Linked DNA regions of Sus scrofa: region 1 is linked to region 2. A link is a contact called in public HiChIP or PLAC-seq data. All regions are on one chromosome and are shown on one strand. Each heading gives the region's core, a stretch centred on a gene start, on an enhancer-like site or on the middle of the called end of the contact. The rest is flanking DNA. Distances are from core to core; before and after follow the strand shown.

Region 1 (6,506 bases), core at 2,589-5,088, 370 kb after region 2:
GTTGCATAGGCTAGCGGCTACAGCTCCGATTAGACCTCTAGTCTGGGAACCTCCATATGCCGCGGGTGCAGTCCTAGAAAAGGCAAAAAGACAAAAAAAGAAAAGAAAGAAAGAAAAAAGAAAACATCTTTCCCAACCATTTCAATCAAAAGCTGGAATTGAGCCTTATTCACTGATTGGCCTGGATTCGATCACATGACCATCCCTGAACCAATCACTATGGCCCAGAAAGCAGCAATGCTGTGATAAGATAGGCCTATGTCATGTCTCTGGCCCTAGAGATTGAAGTGGGACCACCCCACTATAGCAACAGCGACTGAGAGACTTAGGGTCACTGTTCTCATGGAACTTCCAGTTCAGGGCTCTAAGTTGAGAATGTATCATGAATGAAAATGCATGGTCCTGCCCCTTCCAAGCTGTGTTACATAGGGTAAGTTAACAACCCTTTCTGAACTTCTTCAACTATAAATTGGAAGTAACATACCCAAGTCAGAGGAATGAGAGAGGAATGTTCAGTACCTAAGCCAGCGCTGGCTCATGGCAGGGAGGGACACTAAATGTTGGCTTCCTTCCCTTCCTGTCAATCCCAGGTGGCAGCTGCCACCTTCAAGGTGGGTACCCACCTATGCTAACTAGTCTCACCAGGGGAGCTGCGCTCATTACCTGGCACAACTGAATCACCTGGTCTGGGGCAGTCACATGCCTCCCCCAGTGGGCATTCATGGGACAGTCACAGCCCTTTTCTCCATGGCCTTTCCAGAATGTGAGCCCAGCCTTCCCCAGTGCCTCATAAGCTGGACAGATGTCTCCAGCAGGTCACTATCTCCCTGGCTCTGCTCGGTACCAAGCCACATGGGCCATCCCTGCAGGAGCCTCCCATGGGAATAGTCTACTCAAGCCTGGAATTTCTGCAAATTCATGGGCAGTGCCTGCAGTGCCTCAAAGGGCATTAGCAGATGGGATGCCAAAGCTGGTTCTGGGAGCACTTCAGCCAGGATCTTTCCTCCTTCCAGGATTATGGCTCAGACACAAATAGATCTCAGAGCAGGCCTGCCCTGTGTGACCCTGCAGAGTGGGGAGAGAAGCAAGAACATTGACACAAAGTCCCCTGTGAGTCCAAATCCAGCCACCACAAGGGAAGCCAAGTGCCAGGCCGGGAAAACTTCTCCAGATACAACCATCCCCTTGTTGTAGGGTCAAAGTCCAGCGCTGAGATCTTTCTCTGCAAAGCAAACGGGCCTTGCAGCCATCGAGTGGCTGGAAAGGGAACAAAAGCAGTGGGTCCAGAGGGCCAGGCCCCCAGACCAGGGAGGCGCAGCCTGCCAGGCTCCCCTGCCTCCATCCCCACAGGGAGAGAATGAGCCCTTTGTCCCCATAGGCTGGGGCTGGGAGGGTGGCCCCGGAGAGATTCCTAGGTCCCTTCACGCAGGATTCCCAAGGGAAAAGGGTTTCAGGGAAGCTGGGTATCCAAGACAGCTCCAGATGGGAGTAGGGCAAGCTCCCTATTACTGGGGAGCCAGCAAAGTGCTAGAGGGGTAGGCTCAGTTCACAGAGATCTCTCCCAACTCTTGTTCCTTCTCCCCCTCATCCTTCCTCTACCCTGCCTTCCTAGCTCCCTTTCTAGTCTCTCTCCCTCTCTGTCTCTCTCTCTCTCACTGTCCATCTGTGTTTCTGCTTCCCTTTTTACCCATTCTGTCTTTCCTACTGCCTGTGTCTCTGTCTTTCTGCCTTTCTGTTTCTCTTGCTGCTTCTCTGTCTCTTATGTCTTGTCTCTCTCCATCTCTGAATGGGCGTATGTGTGTCGCTACCTGTCTCATGGCCTGTTCTTCTGTGTGCATCTCTCTGTGTCTCTCCCAACCTCTGTCTGCCTCTCTTCCTCTCCTCCCTGTCCCTGCTCCCCATTCCTGCTCCCCATTCCACATGCTCACTGTCTGTCCCTCCCTGCAGGTACAGGCTGTGGGTGGACAGCTGCTCAGAGATGTTTGGGGGCCTGGACATCTGTGCTGTCAAGGCTGTCCACAGCAAGGATGGCAGAGATTACATCATTGAGGTGAGAGGTGAAGGAGGAGCTCCTCCTGGCCTGGCTGGACTCCCAGGGAGGCACGTCAGTGGGAAGGAGTCCAAGTGTGGCCTTCAGCGTGGTCAGCTGTGTCTTAGCCCATGGCTGGGGCACATGGTGCCAAGGCCTCAGCAAGTGACTCCCAGAGGCTTCTCACCCACCACCTTCAATTACCACCCCCCAGTCCCCACCCTTGGCCACATCTAAAGCCTTTGCGCCCAGGGACTCTGAGCTGAGCCTCCAGAGCTCTAGGCAGGAGGTTTGGCAGTTTTCTGCAACCTGTGGCCCCAACAGTAGGAGAAGAGCAGTAGCTAAGAATTGGCAAGATTCTGTCTCCTTGGGCCTCTTCTATTTTCTCAGTGTCCAAGTGTGTAAAGAGGGCACACTTCCCTGGTCACCATGCAGAGATTCCATCATCTGTTCATTCAACAAACATGTACTCAGGAGTTCCCTTAGGCTTGGTGTGGGAGAGCTCAGGAGACAGAGCCAGTAAGCAAGACAGACATGGGGTGGACAGGCCGGCAGGAAAGAATAGTAAACAAGTAAGGGCGCTGAAGGTTAGGAACGGAGCGTGATAGAAGGAAAATTAATTGTAAGAGAGAGGCTCAAAGGGGCTCGGAGTCCCAGACTCTCCCCCTCAACTTCCTGCAGCCCATGCATCCCACAGGCCCACAGTTCCTGATGTCCTCCAGAGCTGTTGCCTACAGGTCTCTGTAGTCTTTTCATCACCCTCCCCACACCCCCACAACTTCCTCTCCACCTTCTCCCAATCCCACAATGCCCCTCTCCCTCCAGAGGCCCCAGCCTCCTCCAGTCCCACAATCCCCATCTCCCCTCCATGCTGCCCATGTCTCTCCTGGCTCCACAGTCCCCATCTCCCTGCATAGCTCCCCCTATGTCTCTTCCAATCCCACAATCCCCCTCCCTCCATGACTCCCCCCATGCCTCCCCCAATCCCACAATCCCCCTCCCCTCCATGACTCCCCCCATGCCTCCCCAAATCCCACAATCCCCCCTCCCCTCCATGACTCCCCCCATGCCTCCCCCAAATCCCACAATCCCCCCTCCCCTCCATGACTCCCCCCATGCCTCCCCCAAATCCCACAATCCCCCCTCCCCTCCATGACTCCCCCATGCCTCCCCCAAATCCCACAATCCCCCTCCCTCCATGACTCCCCCATGCCTCCCCCAAATCCCACAATCCCCCCTCCCTCCATGACTCCCCCCATGCCTCCCCCCAATCCCACAATCCCCCCTCCCTCCATGACTCCCCCCCATGCCTCCCCCCAATCCCACAATCCCCCTCCCTCCATTACTCCCCCCATGCCTCCCCCCAATCCCACAATCCCCCCTCCCTCCATGACTCCCCCCAATGCCTCCCCCCAATCCCACAATCCCCCCTCCCTCCATGACTCCCCCCATGCCTCCCCCCAATCCCACAATCCCTCTCTCCCCTCCGTGGATCCTCCCTTGCCTCCCCCAATGCCACAGTCCCCCTCTTTCCTCCATGGCTCCCCATGTCCTTCCTCACTTCACAGTCTCCATGTCCCATCCTAACTCCCTTTCCCTGCCCCCTGTCCCCTGCCCCCACCACCCCAGCCCAAGGCTCTCCATTGCTTCCTCTGAAAATGCCCTCTGGCTCAGAGTTCTCCCTTCCCTCCCTAGCCTCGCCACTCCACACTCACACCCCCCAGAGCTCCTTACGGCACTTCCCTTCCATGGCCTTCTCCTCAAACCACAGCAGAGAGGCAGTGCTGACACAAGGCCAAGACACGTGAGGGAGAGCCCTGCGGCTGCCCCCCTCCCTGGGGTGTGGGCGGCTAATGGGAAGCACATGGCCGGGGTGACCGCAGGAGCCAGCCAGTCCTCCATCCCCGCGTGTCTGCTCCACACCCAGGACCCACAGCGCGGCAGGGCCAGGTGACTCCATGGATGGGAGCCCTGCTGTTCGCCCCCAGCCATGCCAGGCGGGCCTTCATACTCCAGCCTAGGGAGGAGCCAGCTTGGAAGTGAAGGGGAGGGAGTCTAGGGTGGACACCATTCCTCTGCCCACACTCACCCACCCCAGAAAGACCAGGTAGCTTCCAAGGATGAGTTGCATCTATACTTGCAGGTTCAGTCCTGCTCTAGAAAATAGCTCTCCCCTCAAGTCCCCTCACCAACCCCTCCTCAGAGGACATTGAAGGAGCTGAACTGCTGGCCTGTGTACTTGCTTCTAAGCAAGCGCCAGGCTGCTCCCTGGAGGAAGAAGGCTCCCACCTTCCTGAGGATGCCTGGGAGCTGCAGGCCAATACTGGGGGTATTGCCTCTCCTGAGACCCTTCCTGGCCCGCCTGCCTCTGCATCTCTGCACAGAGACCACCAGACATGAACACAGCTTTGGCACACATGCAGTCATGGATTCATTCATCCATTCATTCATCCGCTATTGAGCCCCTGCTCTGGACACCAGACCCCAAGCCAGGTGACGGGGATACAGCAGTGAACACAATAGTAGAGACACTGTCCCTTAGAGCTTCCACCTGGGAGGCGAGAGGCAATCAGCAGATGAAGGACCCCTGCACTCCCTTCCCCTCCCTCCTGGGAGTGCAGCCCCTTCTGTCTTGCTTCAGCATTATCTCTGCCCTCAAGAGCTCCTGCATCTCTGAGTTTCCTCAAAATTCCCTCTCAGGAAACAAAAATTTGTACCCGAGGGGCCAAGGCTCCCTACCTCCAGACATTCAGAGGGTCAGGAATGAAAGACCTTTCACATTAAAATAAAAGAAAAAAAAAGTGGGTTTGGACTTTAAAAAACAAGAAAACATCTTCCAAAAATGTTACAGGAGGGAGGGGAAAATGACTTTTTAGATTTTCTTTTTTTCTTTCAGAAACATTGCAGAGTTGTTTCCCTGGCTTTTCAGTTTAGAGTGGGGTCAAGGGAGATGGGGAGCTTTTTACCAAGAAGATAAAAGATATTTTTTCCCCAGTTGGGGAAAAAAAAAGACAGAAGAGATCCAAAAATACTGATTTCTTCAGCCGCCTCTGTGGTGAGGACATAAAATTTGTGGGACATGTTTTGTGAAGGTCCTCACAGTGAAATACTCGGGGGAAAGACCCTTGAACTTGTCCTCCATGACCTGTCCAAGCAATGACATTGCTCACTGGAAAAAAATGTTTCCCTGGGGAGACCAGAATGTCCACTTCCTTTGGCTATGTCCACCGTGGGGACTCCAAAATGCTCTGACCTCAGGTTCCTTGTGGCGGCTGTTTTCCACTGCAGGAAATATAGGAAACAGAAACCGGAACAGAAAGGGGTGGGCAGGTTCAGGGGAGAAAGGATAGGCCTGCGCACACTTAGACTCCACGGTTATAACTCAGCTCAGCCCACACTGCCTGAGAGACTGTCCGTGTGCCGGGCACTGGGATCCAGGATGCCAAGGACCCAGGCCCAACTCATAAGGAGCTCAGTCTGAAGACACTTTGCAGGACTGTCCGTAAGAGCATCTGCATTCACATCCTTGAGTTTGCTCTTCAGCTTCCCAACCATAGTAGGTGCTTTAGACTCACAGGCTCCTGAAAATCCCAGCTGGAAGGGTTTTTGCAGCTGCCCAAACCCCTCAGTTTACAGTTGAGGAAAACAACAGGCACATAGAGGAAAAGTGACCTGCCAAGATCACACAGCAAGTCTACAGTAGAACCAAAGCCTGGAATCCAGGTCTCCTATTTCCACAGCAAAGAGAGCTGCTCAGTGATGGGTGAGACTTGGAAGGACCATGCATGGCTTGCCAGCAGACTATCCTTGAACTTGCTACTTCTCTGATTCAGCCTTCCCACCATGACAAGGATAATGATAGTACCTGTGTCAAAGATCTGTTTTGAAGTTTGTGTGAAATTATCCATATCGAGTGCTTAGAACAGCACCTGGCACAGTGTAATGAAATATAGCCCTTCTCAGTATCCTTATCATTATGGACAGGACTTACTGTGAGGGTTTTTCATTCCTCCATTCAGCAGGCTCTTATTGAGGGCACACCTGTCTAACAGGACACAGGGCCTATCCCCAACTCAAGTGTTCACAGTCTGGTTGGGGACACACATAAACAGGAGATGACAGCACCATGGGGTAAGCTCTCCCACAGGACAAGCAAAGTGAGGACAGCAGGAAAACAGACGAGGGCTTCCCAGAGGGAGGGCTGGCCAGGTGTTCCCCTATGGGTGAGAAGGAATGAGTCTGATAACAAGTGAGCAGAGGGAATGACATGCACAAGCACCTGGACAGGGGAGAGAACCTGGGGACTCCAGAGCTTAGGAAAAGGGGTGACAAGACAGTTCATTTGATGGGGGCGGGTGGGTAAACAAGCTGCATTCCCGCAGTGAGGGAGGAGACAGAGGGGCTGCCCAGGCCCTATTCCCCCTTGAGAATTCTACAGCTGCCCGTGCCTGGAGAATTACCTGGATCATTGGCAGGC
Region 2 (6,717 bases), core at 748-3,247:
ACATTCCTTAGACTCGAAACAAATTCTCTCAACTTTTATTTGCTTGAAAAAGTCTTTAGTGTACCCCGATTATTTTAGAAGGTATTTTACTGAATATAAAAGTCTAGGTTGACATTTTTTTTCTCCCAGTACTTAAAAGAAGCTGTTCCACTGTCTCTTAATTTGCTGCTTTCTGACAAGGCATTGGCTGACATTCTTATCTTTGTTCCTCTTTATATAAAGTATATTTTCCCCTTCTGATAGCTTTGAAATTTTTCTCTTCATCACTGGTTTGTATTAAGCTTATTATTATGTGCCTTGGTATGATTTTCTTTATGTTTCTTCCTTGGGACTCATTAAATTTCTTGGGTCTGTGGATTTATAGTTTTCATCAAATTTCAAAGATTTTTGGCCATTTTTCTTATAATGATCTTGATCATAAGGAAAGATCATTTTCCTTATGCTCTTTCCTCTTCTTCTTCAGTTACACATATATTAAACTGATATTGTCCCATAGCTCACTGAGGTTCTTTTTTTCCCAGTATTTTAAATCTGCCTTCATTTTCTATAAATTTGTATTGCTTTCTCTTCATGTTCACTAGTATTTTCTTTTATATTGTTTAATTGATATTAATCCCATATAATACATTTTATATTAAAATATTAAATTTTTAATGTGTAAAAATTTTCTTTTTCCATTTTTTAATTTTACATTTCTCTCTGTCCTCTACATTGTTGAGAATGTGGGATATATTTATAATAGTTGTTTTAACTTCTATTTCTGCTCTTCCCATCATCTCTCTCATTTCTGGATCTTTTCTTGATTTCTCCTCAATATGGTTTATATTTTCCTGCTTTCTTTCATGCCTAGTAATTTACAATCAAATGCCATAAATTTTACATTGTGAATTTAACATGTTGCATGCTGGATTTTGTTGTATTCCTTTAAATAGTGTTGTACTTTGTTTTTACTTGTAAATTACTTGAATAAATTAGATCCCTTCAGGGCATGCTTTTTAAGCTTTTCTTAGGACAAATCTAGATTGAGTGATTAATCATCCCAGTCTGCCTGGGAACAAGGGGTTTCCCAGAACATGGAACTTTCAGTTAAAAACTGAAACTGAGGGGGCTTCTGAGAAGTGGTACTTTCAGTTTTAAAATTGAGAAAGCTCCAGGTAAACTGGGACACACTGGTCATCCTAGATCTAGGGTATCCTGCAGTCCAGGTCTAATTAGCCCCACTACTAAATTTTTGAGAACTCTACTCATATTACAAGGTCTTTACATTCTAGCTGGTGAGAACATGAACTATCCCCAGCCCTGTGTGAGTTCTGGAGAATGTTGAGTCTACTGTTTGTTGATAGTTCTTTCACTGGCCCTGCAAACTTTCCTTTCATACGTGCTCAGATTAGTGCTCAGCCAAAGACCTACAGATCTGCCCATGGAGGTCTTTTTCTGTGCAACTGTATCTTTACTCTACAAATTCTAGCCACTTCAGCCTCCCTAAATTCTGACCTCTGGACTCTTCAGCCCACTGAGACTGCTGGGCACTGATGGCATTCTCCCATGCCTGGCAACGGCCTTAAGGCAGCCAGCTAGGGCAGTCTCAGGGATAATTCCATTTGTTTCCTTTGTTCAGTGGTCACAGTCCTGCAATGTCTGCTGTTCAGTGTCTGAAAACTATCACTTAGTATATTTTGTCTGAGAGCCTTAATTATATTTGCAAAGACCCTGTTTGCACACAAGGTCACATTCACAGGTATCAAGGTTTGGGACTCGGACATATCTTTAGGAGGGTACAGTTCAACTCACTATAGTTTCTATGAGAGGTCTCCAAAATTGGCTGGTCTTTAGGACTCTACCAGGAGGGTCATCATGCCGTCTTGAAGGAGAGATGGCTGGATACTTGTATGTTCATTTCCATGGCTGTTGAAGGTTTCAGAAAGCTAAATACAGAAGGGTGCCCTTTCCTTCTGTACTTGACCCAACAGAGGCTTGGTTCTATATATAGGCACCTACCCAGGCATCTACCTCCTGTAATAACTCATAAACCAGGACTAGGAAACAACTGTAGACGCACAGATCCAAACAAGATGAACTTCTGACTTGTATACCTAGCTTGAGGTTGTCTTCTACCCGGATATTTCTCTTTCCATTTGGGCAGCAAGACAGTCCCCTGGGTCTTTGCCATTTATAAGCTGGAGGTCCTCCCATCCAAGATTCTGATTCACTCCCTTTTATCATATATTTAGTACTGAGCTATCCTGTGTTGCAACTTTCTTCTAATTTCTTTTTCTCCATTTACACAATTAACAACTTTTCTTTCTAATTCTTTGTAATGTTGCCAGTAAAGTATCAACATGATGGGACTGAATTTTTAAGACATTAGATTTAATAACTAGGTCATTACCACTATTTACCAACTTGGCCTCATTAACAGGGCTCTTTGCTTTTTACCTTGCCACATCAAAATGAAGTTATTAATTAGAGCAAGAGATGCAAGCACTCTGGGTGTGCTTTAATGCCATCTGGGGAGATGCATAGGTCTTTGGTCATAATTCCTGGTAAGTAATTCCAAGGGGATACATTTAAATTGTCATCAAATGATATTTCCCTTCAATGTAAACTTGTTTCTCTCTTTAAGTATGTTATTTTAGGTACCTAAAATTCCCAGTTGTAATCCACTTAAGGCCTTGCCTTATTCAGCTAAATGGTAGGGACAGTGAGGTGTAGCAGTTGAAAGCACAGGCTGGAGCCAGACTGCCTGGCATTAAATCCTGGCTCTGCTACCTACTGTGTGACATTGTACAGGTTATTTGATCTCCCTCTGCCTCAATTTTTCATCTGGACATGTGTGAGGATTAAGTGAATTCATACGTATAAAATGCTTAGGGCAGTACCTGGCACATAGTGAGTGTTTCATGTATGTGAGAAGTTATTTTTATTCATTAAATCCAAAGAAGTAGCTTTTGGCTTCTTTGTAAAAGGCAGTTTAGTACTGTGTATTTTTTAGGATGGGGTTACAGATTGACTTGTATCTCCCTGAAATTTGTATGTTGAAGACCTAACCCCCAGTACCTCAGAATGGGACCTTATGTGGACCTAGGCATTTGGAGATAGGATCTTTAAAATGGTAATCAAGTTAAAGTGAGGTCATCAGAGTGAGTCCTAATCCGGTATGACTGGTTAAAGAGGAACTTGGCTACAGAGGGAAAACGTTGTGTTGAGACGTAGGGAGAGGATGGCCATCTACACCCTAAGCAAAGGAGCCTGAAACAGGTCCTTCCCGCACAGCCCTCGAAAAGAACTAGCTCTACCCACACCTTGATTTTGGACCTCTAGCCTTCAGAACTGTGAGAAAACATTTTCTGTGTTTAAGCCACCTAGTGGTGGTACTGTGTCATGGCAGCCCTAGGAAGCAGATGGTTATTAGCAAATCGCTGTTACCAGGGAGCATATAATCAGGTGGAAGGGATGTTCATAGGATTTTGGTCACGAGCCACAGAAATTTACTGAAGCTTGCACAAACAAATAAGCCAATAAAAGATGAGCTTAGAAGGATATATAATTGTAAAATCCAAGTGCAGGATTATAGTTGGCACATAAACATCAAGAGTACTCCTCCATCTCTTGCCTCTGCCTCTTTCTTGGTGACCAAGAAGTTTCTCTCCATCCCCACTACCCCACCTGACCCCGGTTTTCTGTGCTTTCCCAATCCAGACAGAAGAAAACATGGTCCCCACCTGTGCCCAGATTTGTGTATTAAGGATACAGCCCCCTAGAAAGAAACTCATGGATCAGTCTGAAGTTCCAAATTCTCATGGAAGGGCATTTTATTACTCCACGCTGAGTCAATGCCAACCCCATCAACCATGACCAGGAACAGTATTTCAGTGCTCAAATGTGGGACTTCCATTGTTACCACGTGGATGGAGTAAGGGGAGGGGCCATGACCAAAAAAGGAAAGAGTGGGCAGATAATTTGAGAAGGGTTCTGTTAACTTGATAAGTGACCCCATAACTGTGATGCTGTATCAGTGCAGAGCATGAACTGCAGAAATCCAGAGAAGATGATATATTGAGTAGCATTTGGCCCTTGAACTCTTGGAGCTAGAGTTGCTTCTTCCACCTTCAAGGAGGTAGAAATTAGTAGTGATGTAACCCTACAGGTCACCATGCCTCTCTACACCTCAGCTTCCTCATCTTTCCAAAAAGGAGATAAATAATATTCCTCATTTCCTAAATTTAAGGTGAGGTTTAAATGTGTAGTTGGCATATTCAGGTACCTGATAAATGTTAGAAGTTGTTGGTGTCACTAATATTTGATGAATGTTTATTGTTTTACTTTCTCTTTCAGGCTGAATTCTCAGAATTGAACCTAGCCGCCTATGTTACCGGGGGCTGTATGGTGGACATGCAGGTCGTGAGAAATGGGACCAAGGTTGTGAGGTAAGGAGGACTATGATGCAAAAAAACCTTCATTTGAGAGATGTGTATGGGATACCTCACATGGCCAGCCTCTGTCTATTGCTTGCAACCTAACTCCTGTACTGCATGTGCTTTCACATACAGAGTGTCTGCTTCCAGAGAGTTTTAGGTGTTATTGCATAGGAATGACTAATGGCGCAAATAATATAGGGAAGAAACCATGCCCTGGGCTTGAAAGAAAAGACTTGGGCTTCATTCCTGGCTTTGTGGCTCTATTAGGGAATATTATTTAGCTCTTGCCCACTGGTTCTCGTCTGCAGCATGATGATAGCCCATGGAAGTAGAAAGCATGTATGTGAGAACACCTTCTATTCTAAAATGCTATACAAATGTAAGAGTTTTTTAGAATAGGCTGCATCCTGCTTCCAGCAATATGGCAGAATAAATGTTCAGAGAATCCCCTCCCAGGACACCATATTGAAAAGTACTGGATATAATATTTTTCAAAGAATCTGTTTATAGTATATGCTGAGCTGGAGGAGAAGTGAGGAATTCTTCAGAAGCCCAGAAATGTCAAGAAAGTATAAATCTACAGGAGAGATAAATGTATATTAAAATATTTCTATCTAGTTAAGCACCCAGAGAAAGATACAGAAGAAGTTTTTTGAGAGTTTAGATTAGGGGAAGAAATAGGATTCAGATTTGGGAAAGTGAAGAAAACAGGAAGAAATTTCAAGAAAAGGTGGCATTTGATCTGTCAAATGGTAAAATATGGGTATTCTGTTTGTTCTAAGAATAGGAAACAATATTTGTACAAACAGACAAGCAAAAACAAGGAGAATGGGAAATTACGATAATGCAACTAATTCAGCCATCATTTACTGAGTCCCTGCTGTGTGTCAAGGAAGACGTTATGTGACTTCCTATTTCTAGTAATGGTAGACCAACTCTAGATTATCTGAAAACAATATAAAGGTGGTTTCATATAATGATAATCTTTAAAGGCTTTAAAGAATTGACATGCAGTATGGAATTATGAGGAAAAGAAGAATGGGGAGATGGAAATACAGAGAGATCAATGAGTACAAAAGCTAAATTTTTCTAGAGTATTTGCAGAGTATAGAAAATTTGAACATTGGTTTTGACAGCCTAGCAGGTGCAAGGGAGAAAGAAATCAATTCCCAGGATTACTCAAGGTGTAATGGTAGGCTGTACCCCAAATAAGCTGAGGTCCCAAAGGACTACATCTCAAGGTGAATGCAAGTCACTTCAGCTTGAATTGCACTTTGCTTGGTCTTCTAGGAAAGCTCAATTATTAAACTTAGTTTATGATAATCTCAGACATGCCAGAAGTAAAAGTAAATCCTATGTAGTGGAAAGCATTTTCATCCTAGGCTTAAAATAATAATTCAAATAATTTTTTGTAAAATAGCTAGCACAGAGTCAAAAATAACCATGCACAGACACCACGAGTAAGAAGAGACAGGAGCTATATTCAGAAAGAGACCCTCAAAGACACCAGATATTAAAATTATAAGACACATGCATTTTTAAAAGAAAAAAAAATCCTACTACTAAGTTGAAAAGAAAATCAGGTTGGAAAATATCTGCAGGGAATAGGAAACTATAAAGATGGCACAACCAGGACCCTGGTGGCTCAGCAGGTTATGGATCAGGCATTGTCACTTCTGTGGCTTGGGTTACAACTGTGACATGGGTTTGATCCCTGGCCCAGGAACTTCTGTATGTTGCAGGCACAGCCAAAAAAATTTAATGACAAACTAATTTTATTAAAACTGAATAGAACTTATAGAAATGAAAACTATAGTAGCCAAAATTACTGGAAGTGTTGTAATTAATGGTATATTAAACACCATTGAAAAGATGTTAATGAAGTGAAAAGTAGATCTAAAGAAATTATCCCAAATAAAGCACAGAGAGAAAAAGATTGGAAATTCAAAAGGGATGGTTAGATCTCCTGAGAAGGTCTAACATTCATTTAACCAGAATTGCAGAAAAAGAGGGAAAAGTGAATGGAGCAGAGGCAGTATAATAAGAAATGATGGCTAAGAATCTTTCAGGAAGATACCAAACCACCAAAATCATAAGCTGAACAAATTTCAAACAAGATCAACAAAAAGAATTCTACCACCAAAACAGGATAGTGTAAGTGCAGAAAGATGATGAAAAATAAAAAGTTAGCCAAAGGAAAAATCAAGATGATTACTTGATTGGTATAACGGACTGGCTCCCAGGCAGCAGGGATGCAAAGATATCTTCATTGTGCTGAAAGAAAATAATCGCCATCCTC

Evidence for each region. HiChIP or PLAC-seq counts read pairs in DNA pulled down with a chosen protein or histone mark.
Region 1: an H3K27ac HiChIP or PLAC-seq map of skeletal muscle shows a contact between it and region 2, with 11 times the contacts expected there. The contact joins two enhancer-like sites. A contact is called at or near these places in 4 of 47 Hi-C or Micro-C datasets (embryonic fibroblasts, heart right ventricle, retroperitoneal adipose tissue and 1 more) and 1 of 2 datasets of contacts at active chromatin or transcription factors (skeletal muscle).

The regions. Positions count from the first base shown.
Region 1 is chr5:12,481,178-12,487,683 of Sscrofa11.1, forward strand. It overlaps SYN3 (synapsin-3), which reads left to right. Exons shown (of 14, transcript XM_021091548.1): 10 at 1,948-2,050. Among named protein-coding and RNA genes, the nearest start is that of FBXO7, 42 kb to the right of the region's middle. Within about 2 kb of position 3,839, at least 24 of the 83 cell types and tissues checked have an H3K27ac peak or open chromatin away from gene starts, as enhancers often do. A contact at or near this core is called in skeletal muscle, where this site is marked.
Region 2 is chr5:12,108,529-12,115,245 of Sscrofa11.1, forward strand. It overlaps SYN3 (synapsin-3), which reads left to right. Exons shown (of 14, transcript XM_021091548.1): 4 at 4,336-4,427. Among named protein-coding and RNA genes, the nearest start is that of MIR9790, 83 kb to the left of the region's middle. Within about 2 kb of position 1,998, at least 2 of the 83 cell types and tissues checked have an H3K27ac peak or open chromatin away from gene starts, as enhancers often do. A contact at or near this core is called in skeletal muscle, where this site is marked.